Linked DNA regions of Sus scrofa: region 1 is linked to region 2. Evidence: chromatin contacts called from public HiChIP or PLAC-seq data. All regions are on one chromosome and are shown on one strand. Each heading gives the region's core, a stretch centred on a gene start, on an enhancer-like site or on the middle of the called end of the contact. The rest is flanking DNA. Distances are from core to core; before and after follow the strand shown. Region 1 overlaps SH3KBP1 (SH3 domain-containing kinase-binding protein 1). Region 2 overlaps SH3KBP1 (SH3 domain-containing kinase-binding protein 1).

What was found. HiChIP or PLAC-seq counts read pairs in DNA pulled down with a chosen protein or histone mark.
Region 1: a contact with region 2 is called in an H3K27ac HiChIP or PLAC-seq map of alveolar macrophages. The contact joins two enhancer-like sites. A contact is called at or near these places in 1 of 5 promoter capture datasets (liver), 10 of 47 Hi-C or Micro-C datasets (alveolar macrophages, blood, embryonic fibroblasts and 6 more) and 2 of 2 datasets of contacts at active chromatin or transcription factors (alveolar macrophages and skeletal muscle).

What each region holds. Positions count from the first base shown.
Region 1 is chrX:16,216,907-16,221,436 of Sscrofa11.1, forward strand. All of the region lies in intron 1 of SH3KBP1 (SH3 domain-containing kinase-binding protein 1), which reads right to left. Among named protein-coding and RNA genes, the nearest start is that of SH3KBP1, 10 kb to the right of the region's middle. Within about 2 kb of position 1,840, at least 1 of the 83 cell types and tissues checked has an H3K27ac peak or open chromatin away from gene starts, as enhancers often do. A contact at or near this core is called in alveolar macrophages, where this site is marked.
Region 2 is chrX:16,094,146-16,098,702 of Sscrofa11.1, forward strand. SH3KBP1 (SH3 domain-containing kinase-binding protein 1) reads right to left here. Exons shown (of 18, transcript XM_013985983.2): 3 at 3,531-3,654. Among named protein-coding and RNA genes, the nearest start is that of SH3KBP1, 130 kb to the right of the region's middle. Within about 2 kb of position 3,141, at least 13 of the 83 cell types and tissues checked have an H3K27ac peak or open chromatin away from gene starts, as enhancers often do. A contact at or near this core is called in alveolar macrophages, where this site is marked.

The sequences.
Region 1 (4,530 bases), core at 590-3,089, 120 kb after region 2:
AAGGAGGCATCATCTGTCACCCGGCATATGAGCACATCCCACTGGGAAGGCACGACGTCAGGGGAGTCGCACGCGGGAGAAGTTTAACAACTGCCTGAGCCAGGTAGTGACAGCAGAGGGACAAGAGCTGGGTTAAGACACTCTACTCAAAGGACAAAATGCTGAAGAAGTGCCCAGGAGTCCTGCTCTCCGGCCACTTCTTGGTTCATTCAGAAAACAAAGGCGATGGCTACGAAGGAAAACCTTCTGTTCCAGAGCGACTGAGGACGAAGGAAGGAAACGGCGCTTCGACCATCTGTGTAACGCAGGCTTCCCCACACTCGGGGCTGGAGAACAGGGCTGGGGGGGCCGCCTGTGCACTGCAGGGTGCGGAGCCGCAGCTCTGGCCTCTGCCCAGCAGGTGTCAGTAGGCTGCCCTTCCCCCACCAGCTGCCACCTCCAGACACTGCCACATGTCTCCCTGGGGGGCAGAACTGCCCCTGATGGAGAACCACTGCCAGAGAGAATGTGCTATCTTGAACCTGTGGCTCTTTGCTGAAGCCATGTGACACATGTGGCATTACCCTTCTCAGCCACTGCAGTGCAGGCCACCGTGAACTGTCAGCAAACAGACCTTGTCAGCACACTCTGCCTGGGGGATATTACAGAACTGCACACACACCCATGGCAGCCAACAGCCTCAGAGATTCTCAAGGAGTAACTGTACTTGGGTGAAAGGGTTATTCATTCATTAACATATGGCACTTACCAGATGCCAGGCAATGAGCCAGGGCAATGTAGTTGGGGACGCCCAGTCAAGAGATGACCAGACCCAACACGAGCTGAAGTGTTGTACAGCAACCTTTGGAGCAGGCCCCAAAAGATGAATAAGAGGTGTGGCTGTATGAATTAGGGCCCCCCCCAAGCTGACCACATCCTCATCCCCACGACCTGTGAATGTGCTACCTTCCATGGCAAAAGGCACTTGGCAGATGTGACTAAGGATCCCAAGATGGGGAGGGTATCCCGACTTATTCAGGTGGGCCCAGTCCTTATAACATGAAGGCAGGAGGGTCAGAGTAAGAGAGAGGGAAACGTGAGGACAAACCCCACGGTTAGACTGATGTGGCCACAAGCCAAGGAACGCAGGCTGCCTTTAGAAGCTGGAAAAGCCAAGGAAATGGATTCTGCTCTGGAGCCTCCAGAAGGAAACACATCCCTTCCAACACTTTGCTATCAGCCTAGGAAAAGCCTTTTCCGATCTCTGACCCCAGAAGTGGAAGATTACAAAGTTATGTTGTTTTAAGCCACTGAGTTGGCAGTCATTTGTTATAGCAGCAGGAGGAAGCTAATACAGGGAGACTATCCGGCAGAGGAGAGTGAAATCCATCCCCCGTCAAGAGAACGACATGCGAAAGGCTCTGAGGCCTGGGCGAGCATGGAACAGACACAGGCAGGGGCGACTGCCCAGCTTCAGGAAGCCTCTGCCTAGGCCTTCAGGAAGGAAGGCATCGGCGGGAGGGTCAGGACATGGGGTCAAGTCCACAAACATGTGGGGCTTGACTGCCCTTTGGAAGGGGCTGAGAGAGGGCAGGGAGAAAGAGACAAGGGTGAGGCAGTGAGCAGAACACCTATGCAAGTGACAGGAAAGGGGGGCATCTCCGCAAAGAAATGCGAAATAAACGAGCCAGGACAGGCGTCAGGGAGGAGGAACGCTGGGCTCTGCAGGTTAGGAATCATAATGAACGCAACCAATCTGAACTTTAGGCTTACGATGAGCCAGGCACAAGGCTCCAATGACCTAACAAGGCAGCTCCTGCCCGCCCTAACCGTGGAAGAGGAAGAAGGGTCACTGCCCGAATGATCAGTCGCAGAGCGATCAGGAGGAGGAAGGGGGCCATGAGCAAGGAAAGTGGGCGGGCCCTAGAAGGGGGAAAACAACAGAAAAGGGATTCTCCCCTAGGCCTCCAGAAGGAAGGCAGTCCTGCCAACACCCTGGTCTCAGCCCAGTGAGACCTGGGTTAGACTGCTGACCTCTGGAACTTGAAGACAATAAACCAGTGACGTTTGAGGCACCAAGTGCGTGGTCCTTTGTTACAGCAGCAACTGGAAACCAATACAGGCACCAGGTATAGAAATCACACACATCAAAACCCTAATAATGCTAACAATCTACTTTTAATATCCCTTCGAAAGAGAATGTGGCGGGGGGAAGGATTATGGTGAAGAAAGACTTGTGCAATCCTCCGGTAAAAGCCCAAGTGACTAACACCAAGGTGGGCCAGCTATTGTCACTAATCCCCAGGTGCTGGAGATCGGACTTGGACTGGATTCATGGATGAATCAACACTGAACTGTTCTAGTAACTTCAGGAGGGGGTGGTCTTGAACTAGGAGCACATTTTTCCCCTTCTCTGAGGTCTTGCATCACTTAGAAGAGCATCTTATTTTACGACCAGAGTGCCCATGGACCCCCGCACTCTGGAACCCAGTTCCCTCTTCTTCAAGGCAGAGAGGTTCTACACTTGACCATGCATCAGAAGTCCCGGGGGGCAGGGGGCGGGGCTCATTGATACACAGATTGCTGGGCTCCACCCCCTGAGTTCCTGACTCAGTAGGTAAAATTGGGGCCCCAGAATCGGTATCTTTCCAGGACCCCCAGAGGCTGAGGCTGCTGGCCCAGGGACCACACTCTGAGAACCACAGTATTAGTGATCTTCCTTCTCTCACAGCCAAAGGATTCCAGTACTTTCCTGCCCTGCATCTTTCCCATTAAGAGCAATGCTATTTCTTGGTTCTCGGCAGCTTGCTCTGTTCTTCTGGATCTCTTCCTGAGAATGGCATGCCAGTTGCCCCTTCTGCGAATGCTGAACCACAGTCCCTAGACTGGAGCTGGCCAATATCAAGGAAGTCGGCCCTGAATATACCTAGACAGCCATTCTCTCCCTACCACCATTGCCTACTCCCTGCCCCACTCATCGTGTAGTTAACTCAAGACAGAGAAAAGTAGCCCCCGGCATCTGTCGGGAGCTGGCCGGGCCCTCTCCTGCTGAACATAAGCGATTCCCCAGAACCCCAACCTCACACAAGGTCACTGTGTGACCAGGATGGAACAAGACAAAAACAAAGCCACTCCGTCATCATGTCAGAACACGGACAAAGCAGGAATTTGTCCCAACCACCAAAGTCACCCAGTGTCCCTGGGTCCTGGCTCCCCTGAGCAACTGCTGCTTCTTCACCAAACCAAGGCTTTGTCTGGTCTTCCAGCTTCTCAATGACATTACTAAGCCACCAGGTCAGGGCTCACCGGTGCTTCCTGATGGCACCAAACCAGAGCAAGGCTCGGCTTCCTTCAACGCTGCACAAAGCACCTGACCCAGGCCCCAGTCCTACATGTGGTCCTTCCCTGACCACCCCCTAAAATGATGCGTTTTTGGCTGGCTGTTCCCCTACAGGTGTCCCCTGGGGGGGGGGGTGACGGCTCCTACTCCTACTTAACTTTCAGATTTCCAGTCAAACACAATCTACTCCAAGACACTCTCCTTACCCCTCTGCAGCCTAAGTCAGACACCCCTCTCTCATCTCCTTGAACACCACTCACCATGGCTTTTAATGACATATTGGCACACGTACTGCACTCAAATCTGCCTCTTCCACTAGACCAAGAAGCCCAAGCCGGCAGGTCTGTGTGTGCTGTGTGCCTGTTCCTAGCTCAACACCAGGCACAAAGCAGGTCATTAAGTACTGGACAGATGGATAAATGGATGAGTACTGACCACGGTGTGCAACCGACTTTAAAACAATTACGAATATGAGAGGTGATGAGAGAACGTCAGTAACACAAGAAGAAATGAAGGGGCCAGAGAAGGAACAACCAAGGTCTGTTGCAAGCAGGAGGGTAGCCAGGCTTTGCGATAGATGGAAAGGGGGAAGGGAAAAAGGTCCTGATCAATAACGGTGGAGCCTTTTCTTCCATTTCTAACTCGAGCCTGTCTGTGGAAGCCAACATGTTATGTTCATTTTTGCTTTCGTTGATTCAGCATAAAGCGGTCTACCACCACCAATACAACACCCTGCTCAAGACAGTTCGAACTTTGTTGTTACTCTGGAATTCGTTAAACAGAAATCCTTTGCTGGGCTTGCAGATCCTCCACGACTCACAGATTTCAGTTGTAATAATATTTGTGCAGTTGTAATTACAAGAGCCTTTCCCTGCATCTGGCACTGAGGGCATCTCCCCGAAAGCTCAGAGGGCACATTGGGAATGGGCTTTTGTAAGAGGCCATTTCACAACTAACTGACTTCATTTCAGGGCTGGGGATTTGATGCTTTGCAGTTGTTTTTGAGATCAGAGACTACGTAACAGGTTTATTGTGTTATCCATCAACGGAAAACTGACTATCGGGCCCGATAAGAATGCAAGTGTATCAAACGGAGAAACTGGCCAAATCTCCTGAAAACCAAAGAGATACGGAGGAGTGGGGAAGGGCGGTGTGCCTGCATGTACACCTGCTTCAGAAACAGCACTCTTAGGTGGCTCCATCAAAAGACA
Region 2 (4,557 bases), core at 1,891-4,390:
GTATTCTATTTTACTTCGAGTAGAAAAGAATCCATATTCAAGTGAAGAAAATCTTCCTTGCTCATTTTCAAGGCTGTATTTAGTGTATTTGCCATTAATCGTTAAAGCATCCATCCTGCTCAAGTTTGTTTTTTAAACTCAAGGTTTGAATTTTTTTTTTATTCCTCCACATAGCAATGTTCCAATTTAGGAGGGCCCCTCACTCTCCTATATGGGTTCAATGATAGAAGAAACAAAATAATAATAAATTATTCTCACAAGGAAACGGAGAATCTTTTTCTGTCTGGTTCACGAGAATGACTTTTGGCTCCAAGAAAAGTTTTTAGATTTTCTGGCTGCAGTTTGTCAACAATCTGGAGTCTGGAATAACTTCAGGATATATAATATCCATGCTAAAAGTTTAAATTTTAAAAGATGACTTCTAACTCCTTGGGGAAGGCTTGTTTTAACCAGGAAGCTCCTTCACTGTGACTCGGCAAAGCCCAGAGAAGTGGACAAGGGTGGGAGCAGACACAACCACCCTTTACAGTGCTCATGCCTAGAATGTATACATAGCTCATGGCTGCCAAGCCAGCTAGAGGACCTGCTCATCTGCTCTCTCTCGCTCTCTCAATTTCAGTCACATCTGTTTTGCTCAAATGAAAAACCCGTGGAGTCATTCCAGTACCTCCCTAAATCAACTCTGGAGAGATTTGCAAAGGTTAAAGCTGAAAACTGAAACTGATCGGTCCCCAAACTCATGTTTCCATGGTCCTGGCCTTTTCTCAAAGCTATGAATAGTTTCCTTCAAATGTAGAGTCGCTTTTGACCTTATGCAGGTGCCTAGGGAGGGCGAGCTCATCCCACACTGTGAGCTGCGACAACCCATCCACCCCTGCTGCAAGTGAGGCACGTCCCCAACGCAAAAAGCGCTGGACCCAACCGGGCAAACGTCTTCAGCTCAGTCTCTCTCAAATTCAGGACCCAATGAAACGGTTCGGTTTCAGATTTTTAACAGAAATAGACGGTGATCTTTCTTCATGGCTAAGCCTGTATCAAACGATACGGCCCATGTAAAGGAAAAGGTCATCTCATCTTTGAGAAAAAGGAAGAAAAAGAACTTGTGTTAATTCTATCAGATTCACACAGGGTCCAAGGCTGAATCACAAGGTGGACTCATATACTATAAGACAGACCCCACGTTAGTGAATCAAAGTAGCCTGTCATTAAACTCTGAAAGCAACTTCCCTCCATGACAACAGCAATTGCCAAAAACATCCACGAGACTTTCAGGGGCAAAGCTCGATGGAAACAAAGGGAAGGAGGAAACCTCGGTCATTTACAACAACTCAAAAAACTTGAAAAATTAGTCGGACGGAAGTGTTGACAAGTAATGAGCCTCGTCCCACCGATTTAGCCTCTGATCCTTGTTTTAAAACGGAAAAAAAAAAGTGGTTTTTCATTGATTTGGGGTGGGGAAAAAAATGTAGCTTTTGAGCTCAACACAATGAACTATTTATCTGGCCTGACAAGGCCAATCAATCCAGCCTGCTGTTTATTATAAGGAGGAGTAGGGGTACTGTTAGCCTTGCCAGGTGGGGGCAGGGCCAAAGACGGCACTGACCCTGGGACACAATGTCCCCCTTCAGCTGGAAATTTATGTTTGGCCCAGGTGACCCGGGGGTCAGTGTAAAGCCTGGGACAGAATGAAGATGGTGTGTTACGTGTTCCATATTTACAGGACACTCCCATGGGCTAAAGTCTCAGAGCCACTGGCTGATTGATTTTATAAAATAGCTGGGAGTAAAAAGTTGCTCAGCATCAGGCTGTAGGCCTACCTAGCGTGGAGGCTTAAAAGGGGACCGTGAAGTCAGTAAGCCAGGTCTTTTAATGCCATTTCCTGGCTAATGCAAAATTCTGTAGGGGACCTCAAAGGTCAGACTTTTCATTGTAAAGAGACAATTATGTGAAATGTTCGATTCCTGCATGGATTTCAAGCTCTCAGGTAATTTTATCAAACTCATCTGGATAATTACCTTAATTCCTTAACTTAATTCCTCATCTTGTTAAATGGATGAACCACCTGAATTCTTTTATTTGCTTTACAAAAACAGGGCTGGCCAGAGAGGCCTTGCCCCTGGTCCACAAGCATGCAATTCCTGGGCCCCCTGACCCAAGCAGTGTGAGGAGAGACGGGAGGGGCTCCGATCTGCAAGGGAGGTTTGGGGATGCAGACACACGCACTGAACGCTTGTGCTCCATGTGCAGTGAGGGCGGGCCTCAGGAGCACTGGAGCTTATCTGCAGGAACGCAGGAGGCGCTCTGGGGGATGACTACAGTTTTAGAGCAAAGGATGTCTAATTCTTAAAATGGGAAATTCCCTCCATTGGCAGGATGGAATTAAAAAAAAAAAAAAACAAGAAAAGAAAAGAAAATCCTATAGCTGCTAACCAGCATGGGCCTCCAGCCAATATTTCAACTGAATAATTTAAAAAAGGAAATGTAACCCGGGGCAGCTGGAGGGGGCAGAGGAAGAAGCAGGAAGGAAGAGAGACACGAAGCTGAGGTCTCAAGGACTGTGATCAATGGGCAGTTTATTGGACAAATTCTTATGGCGTCGAAATTTGATGAAAGATGAGCTGTTCTTCCCTGTGGTTATGTAAACTTGCCTTCTTTTTTTCTTTTTAATGGAACTCTTTGCTAATACACTTCCGGCTCCTGCTTTTGAACGGCTCTGTGTTTCTTTTTAAGGAAGTAATAAGGCGGCCCTGCAAAGCCTGCAGCTGAAAGCTAACCTACCAGGGGCTGGCTCAGGGGGCACCCAGACTGGTCCACGGAGAGGGCGGGCTCTGGAGAAACCAGGCAACCCAGTGGGAGCATTTGAGTATAAAACGGAGTCTAGTCGCCTCTGCCGTCTCGGACCGCCTCTCTCCTGTCATTTCGAACGACAATGTCACAAAGCGTGGATAGGGGAGAACACAAAACTCCAACAAGCTGATAGCTGAGAACGTCTGCCTTGAGGTCTCAAAAGGGGGACACCAGGCGGTGGCAGGCTCCCTGGTTAGGAAGATGGATGCAGGAGACGTGCCTCTACATGCACGGCCTCCGAAACCGAGAGAGACACGGCCTGTGTGTGGGAACCCAGGGGCCAGAGAGAGAAAAGACCCAGCTGAAGTCTGCCCTTAAGTTGAAAAGAGAGCGTGGCCAGACGTGCCCGGCTCAGCCCGCCAGAGCGCTCTCTGAAGTCACCTTTCATCCATAAAAATAGATATGAAAGTGAAAGCTAGAGTCCTACAAAAATCGTCGTTGACAAACTTAGTTTCCTCTCCCACTGTCAAAAAAAAATTTTTTTCATTAGTTCCCTTTATTACAGTTACTGTATCGTTATGTGCTGTGCGTGAGTGGGTGCGCGCCCCAAATGTATAGAACGCCAGAAGGGCCAACGCCATTCAATTTTCCGGCAATTCAAAATGGGATGCGGTTCACCTCGAAGTTTCCAGGTGGGGGTGGGAGAGGGGGAGGGGGCGGGGGCTCTCTCTTCTGGGCCATACCTCTCTTGTTGGTTCTGAGGATCGTTTCGGAAGACAGCAAAGCATTTCCACTGGACGCCTCGTGCATGGGCTTTTCGGGAGCTTTGCTGGACAGAGGGTCTTTCTTCATCTCTTTCTTTATTTCCTGGGAGGACAGAGAAAAGGAAAACAAGACTGTAGTGCAACATTTTAGAATGTCTGACTATTTTAAGCTTCAGCTTTTTGGAAATGAACTTTAGCGACCTCGACGGAGCACAGCATTTTAAAAACAGCATTTCCTATCTTTGTCGAAATTCTTTCCCTTACTGTTATCGGAGAAGCACCCCGTCTTAGAAAATGGAATGGTGTCCAATGAGGTGATGCAACCTTCTGTGACGATGGCCATTCCAAGTGATTGTAAAGGCCACCACAGAGCTCTAAATGACAGCCTGCACTGCTTTTTGAACAATAAGTTCGGCCAACCAGAGTTGCCCCTGAAAAGCCTTCCCGTTTCTAGTCTTCGTGTGCGTGAGTGGGTGCGCACCCAAAACGAACATAAAGACAGAAGGGCAAACGCCATTCAATTTTCCAGCGATTCAAAATGGGATGCCGTTCTCTTCTTCCCAACAGAGGGTTAGCGAAGTATATTCCCCAATCACCGCTGTGCTTACAAGCATGCTAAACCCCCAAGAGGATGACTGAAGTCTGCTGACGGTCCCCGAGTTTCTCTGGCTTTTCAAATCTTGACAGAGAAAAACATACACATAAAGATAACAAACTAAAACAAAGACTATCATTCTAGGCCAGGGGTTCGCCAACTACGCATACCACGTGCTTTTGTAAAAAAAAGTTTCATCATCACACAGGGCCCTGCATTCGTTTACGTATTTTCTACGGTTGCTTTGATGCTGCTGTGGCAGAGCTGAGGAGCTGGAACAGAGATCCAAGCCAAAAACACCTGGCCCGTTACGGAAAAAGTTGACACTGGGTGGTCTCTTATCAAAGCTCTCTTAAGATCTGGATTTTTAAAACCTGACGCCTGATACCATTGTTTCCAATTCCTTTAATA